2 separate regions of the Capra hircus genome follow, and region 2 is linked to region 1. A link is a contact called in public Hi-C data. All regions are on one chromosome and are shown on one strand. The core of a region is the stretch at or near the end of the contact, and the rest is flanking DNA. Distances in the headings are between cores, read along the strand shown. Region 1 overlaps PTPRE (receptor-type tyrosine-protein phosphatase epsilon). Region 2 holds the start of PTPRE (receptor-type tyrosine-protein phosphatase epsilon).

The links. A called contact is a pair of places that touch in the nucleus more often than the background predicts.
Region 2: a Hi-C map of blood shows a contact between it and region 1, with 3 times the contacts expected there. The contact joins the promoter of PTPRE here to the enhancer-like site in region 1. A contact is called at or near these places in 2 of 5 Hi-C or Micro-C datasets (blood and liver).

Annotation. Positions count from the first base shown.
Region 1 is chr26:4,625,235-4,630,171 of ARS1.2, reverse strand. All of the region lies in intron 2 of PTPRE (receptor-type tyrosine-protein phosphatase epsilon), which reads left to right. Among named protein-coding and RNA genes, the nearest start is that of PTPRE, 97 kb to the left of the region's middle. Within about 2 kb of position 2,436, at least 1 of the 5 cell types and tissues checked has an H3K27ac peak or open chromatin away from gene starts, as enhancers often do.
Region 2 is chr26:4,722,604-4,727,277 of ARS1.2, reverse strand. It overlaps PTPRE (receptor-type tyrosine-protein phosphatase epsilon), which reads left to right and starts at 2,536. Exons shown (of 21, transcript XM_018041550.1): 1 at 2,536-2,595.

The DNA of each region.
Region 1 (4,937 bases), core at 1,187-3,686:
TGCAGAGGAAATACCCACGTAAATTATGTATTGCCTTTCACATCAGTAGCCTGCCTGGAAATGTTCCGATTGTCAGCCAGTGAGACTCCAGTGCCGAGGACATGGGTTTGAATGAGTTGATCACCTCGGGGCTGTTCAGAAAGCCTTGCTCTGTAAGTATCAGGGGATGCGGCACACAGATGGGAAAAGGGATTTCCGGAAGCTTCTTTATGTCTCTGGCTTAGGTTGGGAGAAAAATGCATTTTCCAACAGCTTTTAAAATGTAATATCGAATGTTGCCTCTCACTGTTAATTTAGGAATGTCATAGCAATTCTATTCCCAGTCAAGTTTGTCTGTGAGCTTATGCTACCAGTTTGTAAAATGTAACATCCGTGTAGGTGGTGAGTGAACAGTTTTGTCCAAAGGATTTGTGCAGATTTTATGTCTTCCTGTGCGTTCAAATTGCTGTTTAATATGAAAGTCCTTTCTCCTCGCTTAAAATGTAATATCTAAATGTTCTTTAAGCAAAGAGAACATGCTTAAAATCTTGGATATGTATCTTTCAGCTAATGTGGAAACTGTAAAGATATTTTAGGAAATATTTGACATGAAAACAGACTAACCAATTTAAAAAATGGGAGAAAGATTTTCTTTTCTGTTTTTTCCCTTCCTTCTCTTCCTCCCTACTCCCACTGTTCTTTTTTTCTTCCTTTCCTTCTTTCCTTGCTTCTTTTATTCTCTCTCTCTCTCTTTCCTTTTCTTTCTCCTGCGGCTTCTATTGAGACTGCATCATTTTCTAATTGCATCTGTTCTCACAGAGACTGTATCTTTGGTGGATATTCAGATTACTTTTCAACGGCTTGTGCTACTTGCCCTTGAATGATTTTGGATACATATGGTGAGGACAGGCTTACTGATGAGAGGAACAAATACGAGGCTGCATCCTCTGAAGTGTTTCATTTAAATCAGTTTCTCCCGGGATGTCAGTCTTTCCCAGCAAAGTACAGGGAACCCCTCCAGGCTCCTGCACGCTCCTCTAGGGACCTCAGGTCCTCTCAGTGTTACGGTTAATGACTCAACCTGCTCACTCGGGGTCACGCACAGAGGCAGGAAGCTGCTGGGTCAGGGCTGACCTCCTCCCTGGGAGCACCCCCTCCCCGCCTGTTAGAAGGGCACCCCAGCAACGTCTTGAATGGGATCTACAGCTCATCTTAAATTTGGCCTTTTCACTGCTGTTTGCACTATGACAGCACATTGGGCTAGTTCACGTCGGAAAGGCTAGAGTGAGAAACCTCACAGTCCTTTATCTCTTATACGAAAAGCCATCTGTCACCTTCCAAACAGCTTTGGTGCTGCCGGGCTGTGCTTTGTTTCAGAGGAGTGTGTGTGTGAGAGTGTGTGAGTGTGTGAGTGTGTGTGTGTGTGTGTGTGTGTGTGTGTGTGTGTGTGTGTGGTGTATGGGACCGCACACAGAAAAGGGTGAGGGACCACTTCTAGGGGAGGTGGCAGCAAAGAGCATCCAGTTATAAATTCCTGTTCTTTCACACGAAGTGGTGGTTGATGTCCTGGCAAAAGGCTCTGAATAAGGAAGACCTGCCTTGTTTCTGGCATAGTACTTTTGAAAGAATCACTGATTTATTATTCTTGGCTGTGCTGCTCTTCCTTGCTGTGCGGGTTTTTCTCCGGTTGCGGCGAGGGGGCCGCTCTCTAGTTCCAGCGCGGGCTTCTCGCGGCAGAGGCTCCGCTCCTGTGTGCGCAGGTTCTCGGGTGCGCGGGCTCCGTCGTCGCGGCTCCCAGGCTCCAGAGCTCAGGCTCAGTAGCTGCGACCGGTGGGTTAGCTGTCTTGCAGCACGTGGGGTCTTTCCTGGCCCAGGGATTGAACCTGTGTCCCTTGCGTTGCGAGGAGGATCGTTAACCACTGGATACCACCAGGGAAGCCCTTTCCCATAGTACTTTGTCCCAATCAGGCACACAGTGAGATTTTATACGATTTTACTCCTTTGGATGCTATTTAAATCCCACCTCCCTCAGTGTGGCTTTGGAGCCAGTAAGGTGGCCGGGGGGTGCTCCCATTCTGTCCCCCAGATCCTGGGCCGGCTTGGGACTCCCATTTCCCCTGAGGAACAGTCTTCACAACACAGGCAGAGACCTGTGTCTTCCATTTCCTGCCCCGGGGACCTCCCGGGGGCTCCCGGGCTCTCGGGAGATGTGAATGGGAACGTCCTCAGCACGAGGGACCAGGGAACCTGTACCAGTCAGCCCCCGGTGGGCAGGGCAGACCTGTGGCGGCTTGATGTTCACCTGTAATAAGGGGTGTCGGGGCTGAAGAGCTTATGGTCTCACCTGGCTTCCCAGTAACAAACTCCCTTACCCCTTTGGCCCTCCTGTCTGACGTCTGCAGGCTGCGGGGCCGGCCTCCGCCTTTGGACTTCACTTCCAGGCTGTGCCCCTGGGCAGCGCCCCCACCAGCCCTCCTCCCCTCCCAGATCCAGGGCCCAGGGCCTGCAGAGCAGAGAGCTGAGCCGTAGCAGACCATGAACGCCCCGCTTAGCGGATTGCACCCCCGTGCTGGAGCCCACGCCGCGGACAAGTGAGGAGGGTGTCGCCGGAAGTGTGCGGAAAGGTGGCGGTGCAGGAGGCCCCGGAGGCGACCAGGTCAGGGAGACGGTGATTTCCAGGGGCACGTGGCAGTGGGCTCACTCCCTCTAGGTCCCAGTGATTGGAAACGGGGTCCCGGGAGGGAAGACGTGACTATGGGCAGGTTGGCCGGAAAAGCCCGCAGTCTCAGAGCCCGGGAAGGCGGCGATGAGGCTGCCCTCAGTCATCCTCGTCTTCCCCGCTCCCGACACCCTGCCCAGCACCCAGCAGGTGTTCACGCAGCAGTCTCCGCGTAAATGAACACGAGCTGGAGAACGAAGCAACATCCGTTGGCTCTGAGATGTTTGGGGGCGATCACTGCTCACGTTTTGTCTTCTTTCAAACACGCATGCGTAGCTCCTCGTTTGAAGCACGGGAAAGCGCTGCAGGCTTTGAATCAGATGCAAAGTCCAAATCCTGAGCCATCACTTCCTTGCTTTGAGACTCCGGGGGTGACTTGACCCCTGTAAGGGCGTAGTTCCCTCTTTAGTGGCTGAGGGAGCAAGATGAGAAGATTCTTACAAAGTGCTCAGCAAGCCTCCTGGCCCTGAGTGGACTCCGTAGAACATCCCTATTTTTATTTCTTTCTTCATGTTCTCCTAATTGCACTGGGTAGCAGTCATTTGTATTTCTTGGGGAAATACATTTAAAAAGTCAGTCGTGCTCAGGGAAAACAGACTCTTAAAAATGTTTTCTAAGGCATTAAAAACAAACAGTAGCACCGTCGATTTTAAGAGCAGCCTGTGTGGTTTCCATTTCAGAACTGTACTCGGTCACATTCATCCTGTTAATAGGGTTTAAAAAAATTTTTTTAAAGGAGGCAGCACAGTACTGTAAGCAGTTTTAAGTCTAAAATCATCTTGCAGAGCCGAGAATTGAAAGTGTGTTTTATTCAATCCGTTTGTGGCCGTTCACACGTGGACATAAGGCGCTGGGGTTCTGCCGGGTTTGAAAATTAAAGCAAAAGGAATGAGACCTAGCTTAATTAGTATAAATGTTGCCGTGTAACTTCTAATCATGAGTGTAATTTGCAATGCACGCTCCCCATGTAATTTAGCACAATGGGACCCGCAGAATGTAGGAGTAGTATTTAATCAAGAGAAATGATTAATGCAGAAATGGGTGGAGTGTGGAGACTGGGATCCTGTATAGAAGCCCCACGTGCCCACTGGGATATTCCGTCTACAGCCCCATTTCCAACACCCCTCACGTCCCCACCCAGAGGACACGGTGTCAGCTCCTGGTCTGTATTACTCAGTATTCTCGTGCCTCAGTTTCCTCACCTGTGAAGTGGGGACCGCAGGGGTCCTGATCTCTTATTGTCGCTGTAAGGATCAAATGAGAGAGCAGGGGAAAGCCCTGGGTACACAGCACTCAACCAATGTCAGGCACACTCCCTTCTCTGAATGTTCTCCGTCATTGCTGTTCGGTCGCTCAGTCGTATCTCTTTGTGACCCCGTGGACTGCAGCATGCCAGGCTCCCCTGTCCTGCACTATCTCCTGGAGTTTACTCAAACTCATGTTCATTGAGTCGGTGATGCTATCCAGCCATCTCATCCTCCATCGTCCCCTTCTCCTCCTGCCTTCAGGCTTTCCCAGCATCAGGGTCTCTTCTAATGTTTTTATTCTTGGGGATCTTGGTAGCCAGCCTGGCGAAAGTGCCCGTTATCCCGAAGAACAGTATGTGGCACTTCTGGGATGCTCTGTCTTTATTGAGGTAGAATTCACATAACCAAAAGCTAGCCACTTTAAAGAGTACAGTTCAACGGCAGTTATTACCTTCGTAATGTTGTAAAGCTGTTGTGTCTGCCTAGTTCAGCACATTTTCATCACCCCAAGGGACCCTCTGTACTCATTAAGCAGATAATCCCATTTCCCCCTCCCTTGCCCAAGCCCCTGGCGATCATGTATCTGACTTCTGTCTCTCTTGATTGCTGTAGACTGGTGGATTCTGCTATTTCATAGGAATGAAATCAGACATTAGGTGAGCTTCTCGTCTGATCTGTTTCACTTCCCTTTGTGTTTTGGGGGGTCACCCACGCTGCAGCAGGTGTTCGTGCCTCATTCCTTTGCGTGGCTGCCTAATAGCTCATTGTACACACTTGCCACAGCTCCATTCAGCTTATCCACTCATCGGCTGATGGACGTTTGGATGGTCTTTTGCCTTTGGACTGTTGCAGAGAGTGTTGCTGTGGATATTGGTGTACAGGTTCTTGTGCTCCTGCTTAAGTTCTCTTGGATGTATACCTAAGAGTGGAGTTACCGGGGACAGAGCGGTTTCACTGTTGGAGGAATCCTCCTGACTGTTTCCACAGCAGCT
Region 2 (4,674 bases), core at 1,287-3,786, 97 kb before region 1:
GACTTCAGAGGTTGAGGGAGATTGCTTAATTCCAGGAAGCATCCTTGGGGTCCCGCAGAGATGACATTACTGGGAGAGCGGGGCCATCTGCCCCGCGCCGTGTTCCCCCGGCTGTGGACTTTCCAGTAGCAGATGTCTGACAAAGGCAACTTGTCCTCTCGTCTCGCATCACAGTCTCCGCCTCTGCAGCCCTGCAGTGTTAACAAGCAAAACTGTGCTCATCAGGGTTTGAAACGATCGCCTCCTGTGCGGAAGTCTGGCTCCAGAGGCCACGGAGGCTGGGAATTGACTGCTGGGCGGAGTCACTGGCCTACCTGGCCCTACCTGACCTGGGCTGTTCCCCCCAGGGCACGCTCTGGAGGCAGCCAACTGCCCTGCTGGGCTCCAGGGTGACCGGGCTGCCTGGCACTGCAGCTGGGGCCCTTCTGCCTCTGATCTGTCAGTCCACAGGCTTTTACTGGGAGCCTCCCAGCTATGGTGTTGTGTCAGGAGCTGGAGATGGAGAGGTGATGGAGACAGGCACGGCCCCGAGGAGGGGGAGGGGCAGGAGGGAGGAAAGACTGACACTCAACAAGGGAATCAGTGTATTCCCAACAAGGGGATACACCTTGTGTGTGTATTCACATGCAGAGCAGAAGGGAGTGGTGCAGGGTCATTTCCCAGAGGCGGTCAGGAGGAAGGTGCAGGCCAGGTACCAAGGCGGGGAGTCCCAGGTGGGGAAGAGCTGGACTCTGACCCTGAGAGAGGGTGCTGGGGGGCTGGAACCCAGGGCCCAGGAGCTGCTGAGAAATTAGGCAGAGCCGCCCAGCAATATGGCTTTTATTCCAAATGGAAGCTTTTAAGCAGAAAACTGGCAGGGCCTGGTTTCATTTGTAGGGAGTCTCCCTGGACGGTGTGCTTAGGATGGACTGCCTAAAAAAGAATGAGTCTGGAGTTGGAGGACCCTGCAGTCATCAGATGAAGGTGGCGGAGCGGAGAGGAGGGGACACAGTCAAGAGGCACCACGGAGCGAGACAGGATCTGGACGTGGGGCTGTGTTAGAGGCGGGATGTGAGGTGGAGACAGGAAGCCTGCGGAGAAACAGAGTCAGAGCAAGGGCTGGGTCTGCCTGGCAGACAGCCAGGAAGCCAGAGCGTGGAGGAGAGGGCCACACAGACTGTGCTGTTTTGGAGCTCCCTGCATGCAGATGGTATTTAAAGCCCTGGCACCAGACAAGATCCCCAGGGACAGCATGGGCAGAGCGCCGAGTTCAAATTCTGCACTCTTTCACCTCTCTTTACGCCATGTGGAAGGGATATATAGCATTGCAAATGGTCCCAGCCAATAGGTGGCCACCCTCGCCAGCCTTTGGAGTCCACAGCTCTGTCCAGAACAAGTGCCAGGGGTCCCAGGAGGTGTCTGCTGGCTACTGATGCAGGCAGGGAACCGTGCCCTAAGTGTCACCTTCTCACCATTGGTCCTGCCATTCACAAGCCCTCCAGAGTGAGGTCCCTGCAAGGAGGATGCATTTCCCACGTGAGGGCGGGAGCCTGACGCTCACCTGGAGGGCACAGCACCAGGGCTCAGAACCAGGCTGACACAGGCATCCTTTCTGCCCCTCCCCGTGGGAGTTCCTTCACTCTGAAACTCCTCCAAGGAGCTTTCAGGAAGTCTTCTGCAAAGCAGTCCCTGAGAACGCCTGGTTCAGACCCTTCCTGGTAGTCCCTTCTCTTCCTGTGCCTGCAGGTTACTGCCTTAATGGCAAGCACACGCCTGCCTGCTAAGTCCTGTTCGACTCTCTGTGACCCCATGGACTATTGCCCGCCAGGCTCCTCTGTCCCTTCTTGTCCAGCCAAGAATACTGGAGTGGGTTGTCATGCCCCCCCCAAGGAGACTGTCCCCATCCAGGGATCGAACCCTTGTTTCCTGCATCGCGAGCAAATTGAGCCCAGTACAACATCCACCCAGCACTACCCTTCCTCCCTCTTTGCAGGGAGGGAGACAGCAGCTCAAGAGATTTCTGGGCTCTCCTAGGTTCTGGGCGCCTGCCCTCTGCCCTCCTGAAACAAGGGCATGACCCAGAGCTGGTGTCCAGGCACTCCAGTCCCTGGTGCCCAAGACCAAGGCTGAGAAGGAAGAGCCTTTCCCGCTTGTAAGAGGGTCACACCCTGATACCGACAGTTCGCCCTGGTCCAGGCAGCGGGGCCGCGCGGCCAGGGTCCCCGCGCGTGGGGCGGCCGCGTGGGTCAAGGTCCGGGGCGGCCGGTCGGTCCCTGCGGGGCGGGCCGGGTGCGCTCCCCGCGCCGGGCACCAGGCGTCGCCTCCGCTCCTCGCTGCGCCGGCCCCCGCCCCCGCCGCGGAGCCCGAGCCAGCGGCGCGGAGGAGGCGGCGGCGGCGGCGGGGACCCGGCCCCACAAATTTCCTGCTCGGCGGCGGCGGCGCGGGCGGCGCCCGGACCCCGCGGCCTCCGCGTGTCCCCACGAGCCTCCTGCGCGCCCGGCGGGGACGGCGGGGACGGCGGGGCGCCCCGGAGGGCGGCGGGCGGGCGCCCCGGGAGATGCGGAGTCGCCGCGGCGGCGGCGGCGGGATCGGCGCGAGCGCCCCGGCTCCCGGGAGGTGAGTGCGCGCGAGGGTGCGCGGACCGGGGCCCCCCCGCGAACCCCTGCGGGTGGCCGTGCGCCCGGGGCGGCCCGAGCTGGCCGGGGACACACCGTCTCGGCCGACGCCGCGGGAAGGAAGGGCCGCGCCCGGGTGCCGGGTCCGGAGCCGGGTCTCTGCCGGCCCGGGAGCTTGCCTGGTGCCGGCGTCTGGGGGAGAGCGCGACCCCGGCCATCGGGCCCCCCCGGGGTGGTCCCTCCCCAGCCCAACTTGGCGAGCAGGTAGGCAGCTCTCTCGGGCTCCCTCTGGGTAAACGGACCAGCAGAGTGAGTGTGCCTGCGGGTGGCGATGGCGACAGGGCGAGGTGTGTGAAGGCAGGCTAGACCCAGAGGGGGTGCCGGCGCGTGTGTTGGGGGCTGCAGCACGCAGGAGTCAGACCCGAGCCTTCGGAGAAAGTGACTCCGAGTTGCAGCAACTCCGCGAGCGGCGTGGGCTGCTGTCCGGGCGCCCCTGGCCTTCCCACGGAGGGCAGGGGAGTGGGGTGCCGCTGTGGGGCTTCAGAGATGCGGCAGGGAGCGCTGGGGCAAGTGGGCCCTCCCCTGTGGCCCAGGCTGGCCCACGGTGTCCGCGGGGTGACCTGTCAGAGCGCCTGGGCTGGAGCGCAGCACAAAGCCAAGCCTGCCAGCTCCCCGGGACCATCTGGGAAGGGCTGGACAGCCCCTCGGATGGAGAGGCAGAGCCAAACCTGGAGCGATCGCGCTGAACTTGACCTAAATTCCTTCCTGGCTCGGCAAGCCTTTCTAGAAAGGTGAAACAATTATGCTCGCAGAATTATGCCGTGGATCTCAGATGAGGACCACTACCAGAGTTCCTACCTGGGAAACTCCAGGAAACAGGATTGTGGCTCAATTGTGCTCTAGAGAGAAAGGTGATGGGGTGGGATAACAACCAGCAAAGGCTGGTCAGGTGTTTCAGAAGTTCCCTGTACCACTGTCCAGCCAGCTCCTGACCCTGGGTGTCCCTTGACCTGGGGTGCCTGGAGGTCTTTGTGTCTCAAAGGTCAGTGAAATCCTGATTCTGCAAAATAAAGACCTATGCCTATTTCAGCTGTGAGTGGGGTGGGGTGGTGGGGTGAAGGGAGCGCTGAGCCTTTGCAGAACCAGAGCTCTCAGCCGAAGGAGGGTGCAAAGGGGTGGGCGTGGGTGTCCTGACCGCGCGGTCACTCAGCCTTCGTGGCCTGGGGCAGTGCTCTGTGTGCAAAGAGCGTTGGGAGTCCAGGCTTTCTGAGGATAGGCTCGGAGGCTTTGGGGAGCAAAAAGCCAGGTGGTGACGTAGGCAGGCCCTTCCCAGAGGTGGCACTGCCTCTGACCGTGACCTCTGGCCTTTGTTCACTGGTGTCAGCCATGCTTGTGAACCAACCACTGCCCCCTCACCCCCACCCCGGAAACTTTGCGCATGTCAGCAAGAGCTAAGATCTAGATTTGCTCATGTAGAAGGCTGGGTCTTTGGCTGAATCCAGACGGTTTTAGATGTAAAACCGTAGCTGCTCAGCTCCCCCAGCCGCGTGGGTGGTGGGCACTGAATGAAGAGGTCCTGTGACTGTCACTGGGAGGCCTCTTGTGGAGGCACAGAGGATGTGAAGCTGCTGGCAGGTCCACAGCCCTGCGCCGGGGCCACTTCTCAGCTTTATGGAGGGACCTCCCCCAGCCCCGAGATGACCTGGCCGGTGCCCCAAGGAAGCCAGTGGACGCCTTCCGGAGCTCTGTGTCCTCATGCTTTACCCCTCCCGTCCATCCGTGTGTGTGTGCGCGTGCGCACGCAAATTGTCCGCCCGAAGAGGGGCTGCAGTGGCCGTGGAGTGGGGGCCCAGGGTCCCTTAGAGGGGGCGTGTTGAAGGCAGATGTGTGAGGAGTTGACTGCAGTTGATGGTTGGTGGTGGAGCTGAAACATGGATATGGATCTCCCCTACTCTGCGCTTGTCTCTCCTGCGGCATCACCCCAGGCCAAGCTGCCCGCTTTTAACAAAACTCCCTCCTTCCAGGTCAGAAGCATGTCGTATCCTAGGCCCGTCCTCTGCGAGTCCGAGGCTCAGGCACC